2 separate regions of the Rattus norvegicus genome follow, and region 2 is linked to region 1. Evidence: chromatin contacts called from public Hi-C data. All regions are on one chromosome and are shown on one strand. Each heading gives the region's core, a stretch centred on a gene start, on an enhancer-like site or on the middle of the called end of the contact. The rest is flanking DNA. Distances are from core to core; before and after follow the strand shown.

Evidence for each region. Hi-C and Micro-C count contacts between places; a contact is called where the count stands out from the background.
Region 2: a Hi-C map of Schwann cells shows a contact between it and region 1, with 5 times the contacts expected there. The contact joins the enhancer-like site here to the promoter of Chl1 in region 1. A contact is called at or near these places in 2 of 12 Hi-C or Micro-C datasets (Schwann cells and frontal cortex) and 1 of 1 datasets of contacts at active chromatin or transcription factors (oligodendrocytes).

Annotation. Positions count from the first base shown.
Region 1 is chr4:137,846,202-137,850,096 of GRCr8, reverse strand. It overlaps Chl1 (cell adhesion molecule L1-like), which reads right to left and starts at 2,202. Exons shown (of 27, transcript NM_001427108.1): 1 at 1,901-2,202.
Region 2 is chr4:138,011,166-138,014,591 of GRCr8, reverse strand. Chl1 (cell adhesion molecule L1-like) reads right to left here. Exons shown (of 27, transcript NM_001427108.1): 10 at 1,830-1,961. Among named protein-coding and RNA genes, the nearest start is that of Chl1, 160 kb to the right of the region's middle. Within about 2 kb of position 2,066, at least 11 of the 93 cell types and tissues checked have an H3K27ac peak or open chromatin away from gene starts, as enhancers often do. A contact at or near this core is called in Schwann cells, where this site is marked.

The DNA.
Region 1 (3,895 bases), core at 953-3,452:
AGACTGAAACTGAGACAAGCCCAATTGTACCATCAGCAGGCGAGAGATGGAGCTCAGATCCTATGTACAAAATTATGGGGGTGGGGGAACCCTGGATTCTCTTGTGATCAGTGGTTTCCCTGGGCAGCTTTCTAAGCTCTGTCCAGCACTGGACTCAGAGCTAATAGGCTAATAACTGCTCAGGTTTTCTTTTCTATTCTGCAAACCAGATTTACGAGTTGAACAGAGTGTCAATAAATTTAACAAACGTCATTTTCCAAAATTAGAAAACACAGCATTTTGCCCTTAATAAAAATGCCGAGAAAGGACAATCTACCTTATCTAATTAATTCGAGGATTAATTGTAACAGCAATACCATCAAGGATAACTAACTTCTTAGTTTTTCATCAGAAAAGCCAGGTAAACTGTCTGCTTGCATAATCTCATTCTAGTCTTCCAGGTCAAAATGGGACGTACTGATACCTATTAGTAAGAGGGAAACTGAGGCATAGAGAAAATGACTACTGTAAGTCACACATCCCAGAGTAGATAGGGCTGGAATTCACAGCCAGGTGCGCGATCCAGTACTCTACCTTGATGTACCTTCAAGAATTACCTAGCTCAGCACCCACACGCACGCGCAAATCTCCCCCCCTATTTCCAGCAGCGGGAGCTCGCTGTGGTGCACACGCCTTCCTCTAGCTGCCACCAGCAAGCTCTTCTCAGTTCTGGCCTGCGGGGCGGTATTGATAGCCTTTCTCCCCAGGCAGAGTCAGAAGCGCCTTCCCCGCCCAGCCACTCAGTGTCAGGCACACCTGCTAGTTCTTGGTGGCTACTCGCACTCCCCGCCCACCCTCTCAGTCAGACCGCAGACCACCCCCCAACTCCCTCTCTCTGATGCTTTGGGTTCCAAATACCTGAACCGTGGTGCCGCTGCTCCTCCCGCCCCAGATTTTTAACAGGAATTCCTCAGCCCTGTCCCTGGCTGAGAAAGTGAGGTTCTTCTTAGCCAAGGGACCAAGGAATGGAGACAGCCAAATTTCCCCAGCCTCTGGGCTCCAACCCACCCTGCTCCAAATTAATCACTTGCCCTCTGCTCCCTTCCTAAGCACACTTTCACTCAAGGGAGGGAAAAAATAGGAAGAGACAGAGAAACAGGACAGGAGAGGCACAAAGAGGAAAAAGGGACTGTCTGTGACTGCCATCCCCAGCTCCTGAGGCTGGGCTACAAGGGAGCCATGGCAACCGCACCCCTCCCCAACCCGGCCTGCCTTCCAGCCCCCACGGTGTTCTGTTGAAATGGAGTACTGTGCTTCTATCTTTCCCCTAACCCGGCAGTTCACAGATCGTTCATTCCAGGCTGGAGGCATTTAGGGAACACCGGCGCGACCACGATTTATCTCTAGAGACTAAGTGCTAGATAGGGACGTTGGGGCTGGGGTGAGAAAGTCTGGATCCCCAAGACCTAGAAGGGGCAGTGGAGAGAAATGTATTTGCCCCCACTCCCCAAAGGCTATAGGCTATGGAGGGCATGCATTCTCTCCTGAGGTTAAGGAGGCAGGCAGTGGCAATGTTGGAAGAAAGACAAGTCAGCCTACCGAAGGTTGGCAGCTTGAAGGTGCCGGGGTCCTCGAAGCTTGTTTACTCCATCCACTGACCCGGAGCTGTCCAAAAATCCAGCCTTAGCCACCTGCGGCGGTGCTACGAAAGGTGGCGCCTCTTCTCAGGTTAGGGAAGGGACCTTGAGCCACTCCCATTTTGGGCAAGGACGGCCAGGGGTGTGCACCATTTCCTTTTCATAAAGAGTTGCTCTTTTCCCAGAAGCAAACCCTTGATTTCCCTTCACCTCGCTCAAAGAGTTGGCTAAAGGGCGCATGGAGAGAGCCCTATCCCTTGTAAGGCACGCGCAGATAGACTTACCTGAGCTGCCTCTGACATCCGATCTGTCTGGTACCTTCTCTTGGGAAAACTTCTAAAGGTGGCTCAGTGGGGCAAAAGGGGACCAGCGAGTCCAGTGCCTCTGGGAGGATCCAGGGGAGTTTCTAGTTAGGCGCTCCCGGCTGGTCCACACCCTAGTTTGCCCACAGAGATCCCGTCTGTCCCCTCCTGCTGTTGGCACAGGTCTCCAGAAGGCTGGACCTGTTCGAGCTTGCACCGGTATCCACGCCCTCCTGCCAGAGACTGGCTCGCGCCTCTTCTCCGCTGTCCCCCGGATCTGCTCTGCCACCCCTCACCCACTCCGCTTCTTTTCCCTCCCTTTTACACAGTCTCCCTTGGGACAAGAGGCAGTTACACGATCAAGACTTTGGTTTTATGAAAAGCAAGGGACAAAGAGAAAACTTTGCTTGTCATTTTTAACATCTCTAAGCCAAAAGAGGCAGGATCTCTGCCGGGTTCGCCTTGCCACCGAGGAAACGAAAAGAAACTCCTCCCCTCTGCTCCCTCTTCCTCCCTCCTCCGTTCATATTCCACACACAGGCTTCCAGTCTGTTTTACCCTTTGCTGCATGGTCGAGGGGTGTGGTGCCTTGTACCACTTTAAAAATAATGTCTTGCGGGTTTTGCTTCTTCATTTGGGAGGGGGATACGACTCTCAATTTAATTTGCAAAAGAACCATCTCCATTAGCTGTCAAATCAGTGCAGGTACAAATTTAAAAAGCTTCTCTACTGTTATCTAATGTACAATTTGTGTCCCGCTACAATCAGTACTTCTCCAGATTGGTCAGTGACGTTTACCTACTTAGTCTCTATTAATTCAATGCTATAGAATAAAAGCTTTCCTTGCTTATCCCCAGTGCCAAGGCCCAATCCCCATGCGTTATGCATCTCTTTTTACCAATAAACATGATGTTTCTTTGCGGGATGCAGTATAGAGAATTTACAAACTTTGCCAAATCTAACTAGTGATCACACTCCTTCATTTTTTTCTTCCACACATTGATTATACTTTTGAAAATGTTCATACAATGCTGTCTTAAAAAATAACCCTGTTGCGTGTACGCGCTCTTTGATAGTAATGGAACTATTGACTTCTAACTTTTACTCCACGGAGGTTTGATCATACAGTCTTGTTTTGTTCTCATCTAGTGCACTAAACAATGAGGACATTTATGGCTGTGTGCTCTCCTCAGAGTTTGATGTCACTACTGGGATCAACAAGAAGGAAGGAGCCTCAAGATTCTGCCTCAGAAGCATTTCCATCAAATATTTTGAAATGAATAAATGGGCTTTTCCATGTTCCTAATTGCTAACCTTGAGGGCTCAATGCTGTTAGTCTGTGTGTGGGCACAATTCCTTCTGACTGTGCTGGCATATTACAAATGCAAGTGAGGGCAGGATGTGTCCTAGGTTTAAATTGTGCCACTGGAGTGATTCCTCTGCCCGAGGCATCATTACTCACGCGGCTTGTTTTCTAAAGTAGAAACAAAGAAAACTGAAATAAATTCCAACAAGGAAAATACTGAGCCCGTAGGAAACCATTTCCAAGATTTAGGAGCCGCAGGAGAGATACAAAGCCAAGTTGGTCTCAAATTTACCACTTTCTGGAGTGGCATTTCCTGGGCAAAAGAAACAGAAAACTCTATTTTGGCTAGAGAATCACAGAACCTTTAAAGACTCAGCTTTTTCTTCACTGGTAGTCGTTTGATGGACACATTAAGATCAATAGATGGACTGGCAGAATATAGGAAAATAGATGCAGCTAGGTAGGTAAGTAGGTAGGTAGATAGATAGACAGACAGATTGAAAAATAGTCACACAGATTTGAAGAAAGGGGAAAGGAGAGAGATACACTTTTCAGTGTTCTCTGTGTCAATAAACATGAGAAATTCAATGAGAAGATCACATCTTTCTTTCTTTTGAAGTTAAATGTCCTAAACTGTATTAAGTAATACTAAAGTCCAATAGCCTGATCAA
Region 2 (3,426 bases), core at 817-3,316, 160 kb before region 1:
TCAACAACACGACCTTCCCCACTATATTCTCTTGCCTTTTTATAACTCACTGAATCCAATTAGGTCTGTCCTACCTGGATAAGGGTTATCCACTGGAGCATGGCAACCTGCCACTTGCTGTACACCAAGAGAAACATGTCACCTCTCCTTTAGCATCCGTCAAATACCAATAACTCCTCAGCTACAGGTGATGCCTTATAAATCTCCCACAGCCATCAGTGCTGAAGTTTTGATTGACAGATCTTACTCAGTTAAAATACATGCCATGAGTTTATGGGTGCAATGGCTCCTTCCTGTCCAGAAAACAGCCTTTCATAGCACTGCTCCCATCCCCCAGCTCTTACATTGCTTCAGCTCCCTCTTCTGTGATATTCCCTGAACTTCTACAAAGGATACAGATGTCCCATTTAGGGCTAAGGACACATTGTCAATTACCCTTAGCACTTTGTACAGTTATAGGGCTCTATATTAGCCACTATTCACTGAATCTTCTCTGATCAAGCCAGAGAGAACCCCTAATCTGTGGGGTTCATAAAGTGGCTTCCTTGGTCCACCCTTAAGGTGCTTCAGTCAGGTCAGTGATTCAAGTATCAGGGCTTGCACTCCTCACCCTCCTGTATCCTTCTCCCACGATTGCTGTGTTATGCCAGATCCTGTGCAAAATATTCTGAGTGGTGTTTTTCTCAGGCCACATAGCAAACCCACAAGTCACAGCTATTTCCATCTCTGTTTTGCTTATAAAAAAATAGAACAAACAGGTTTTAAGAGGCTCAGTTGCATTCTCAGTCCCACAGCTTGCAAATGTTAGGATGAGCAAGCAAACACAGGCAGCGCGGCTCCAGAGTTCATAAACCATCCAAGAACTCTACAGATAAATTATAACCTTAGGTAGCTGGCAAATTAACCTCCTTCAAACACTACCAACTACCACTGTTTCCATTCTGCAGAACTGAAACTAAGACGATTCAGTGACCAGCTTGAGATGGGATGGCTTCGGTTTGTGAACCACACGGAGACACTGCTAATGTAGGGGACCAGGACAAAGAAAGAAATGGGAGCCCCACACCTGCACTTAGTATGTTTTCCCGTTGAGTTACTTGAGTAGAACATAACATACAACATAGGTTCTGTCCTCCTGCCCAAACAAATACCTTCAGAATAGCCTCAGCTCTGGGCTCCAATGAAAAGCTCTGGGGTTTGCAGACCTGTGCACTGAGGAAACTGGTCCCAGACTGGTCCATTTCCTTTTTTCTATGGCCAACCAATGTGGACCAGACTCAAGGGGATGTTCTAGTGTTGTCAAGAGCAGCTTGGGAGCTGCTGTGTCATGTAGAGTTTTGGGCATCACGTGTGCCCTGGCCACAACACGGAAGTAAAGTGGGGCCAATAGATGTTCTGGGCAGGGGAGAGCCATGAGTTGAGAATGTTGCATGGGTAGAAGAAATATCAACTTCCAACTTACGCTTTCATCTACTCGGTTATTCTATCATTGCTTCTCAATGGTGGGAACAAGGGCCGGTTTGCATTAATCCTATTCCTAATTCAGTCATTAGGTCACTACTTAATTATATAAATAAGTATATGTAACATAATATTTATAATTAAGTTAGTATATGCATAAACACTATCCATGTCTTTTCCATTGTGCTGTTTGTCATCAAACTGCCCATAAGGAAGCACCTGAAGATTTTCTGGCAATGTTTTATGCTAGCACAGCCCATGCCATCTACGTCATACATCCCCAAACTGTCTGACCATATGCTATTCCATTCAATTGCTGCATTTCCTACCGTGTCACTCTCAGATCTTTGGTTAAGTTGTTAACTCACTTTCAATCGGCAAGCCATTGACTCTCCATTTGATTGTGGGCTGGGGTTCTCCTTCTGCTTCACACAACAAGATACCGTTGCTCCCTGTGCTGTACACGGCACTCTGAGGCTTCTTTTTCCAGCGGGGAGGCTCTGAAGACAAAACAAAGAAATTTCCAGAATGTGTTTGCATAGCAAACAATCCACCACACTGAAGTAGGTCTGTATTCCTACCGTAAACCAGCAGAGGGCAGACACTACACAGTATTCCATAGCAGCTCCTACTGTTAAGTTCTACAAAGCAAGATGTGTGTGTGTGTGTGTGTGTGTGTGTGTGTGTGTGTGTGTGTGTGTGTGTGTGTGTGTGTGCTTATATTACAGAGTGAACATGTATATAAATCTGCATACTAAAAATATACAACCGCCTTAACTGTATACATTCTTCCTACTGAAACATGAGGGAGGGCTAAGCAGATGGTAAATTCATTTAAAGCTGGCTACTGTTTCTACTCAAGATGCAGCAAAGGAGCTGAAAATGTGGATATACAGGAAATAGATTCAGAGTGTTTTTTAAAAAAACAATAAAATTTGTAAGACCTTGTTCCTTGATTATTGACTCTAGCATTTACATACCATATGAATAGCTTATCAACTTGAAAAAGATAATTTGCAAGACATGTTCTTGCAAAGGGCAGGAAGGGAAACTAAGAACATTTGACTTTTATCGTTGGAAACAAAGCAGAAAAACTAGGAACAAATAAATGATCTTCATCTTTTCATGCATAAAACTTCAAATGCATAATTCCAACTGAAGTCTCAGAAGAGAGCAAGACACATGTCTGGATTGCAAACATTGCTGTCACATCTTGTCACCATCAGGATAGCACTATGACAACAGTTAATGTAAGACTAGAAGTGTGCATGAATATTATTATTGGTGTTGTTGTTGTTGTTGTTGTTGTTGTTGTTGTTTGCCAGCATGTAGAGCTATGTATGACCTTCTTGGATACCTTGTGCCCATAGAGGACAGAAGTCATCATCAGACACCTTGGTTAGAGTTACAGAGAGTTGTGAGCTACCATGTAGACGCTGTGAACTAAAGCAGGGCCCTTTGAAATAGCAGCCGGTGCTCTCCAACCACTGAGCAATTTCCCAGACCCATGTGCAGAGTTGATAATTAATCTCAGAAGTAGCTTAATGAAAATTTAAAGTAGTAACGACTTTAGCTTGTCCATTTCCCCCAAGAACTGTGGATTTTTGTGTTGGTTAAAAAAAGAAACTTTTAAAAGGTATGTACATGTATAAAGTGAAAATATGTTTAAAATGATTTTAGTAAAAGAAAGAAAGGGAATCCCATGGGAAAATTAAATTTATTAAAAGCTAAGAGAAACATACAAATAGGAAATTCTGGCAAGTCTATGTGTGTACAAGATACATATAACTTTAGAATCTCCAAACAGGGTATGGACTCAATTGTTAATTTTCATGTTAAACGCCTGTGTTTTATAATAGATTACTCTAAAAATATTTAGTCCCTTAGCATAAAGTACAGTGGTCTAAATTAGAAACTGAATTTCATTTTGAAGATGAAGACTTACTATATGACATTGTATTTAAA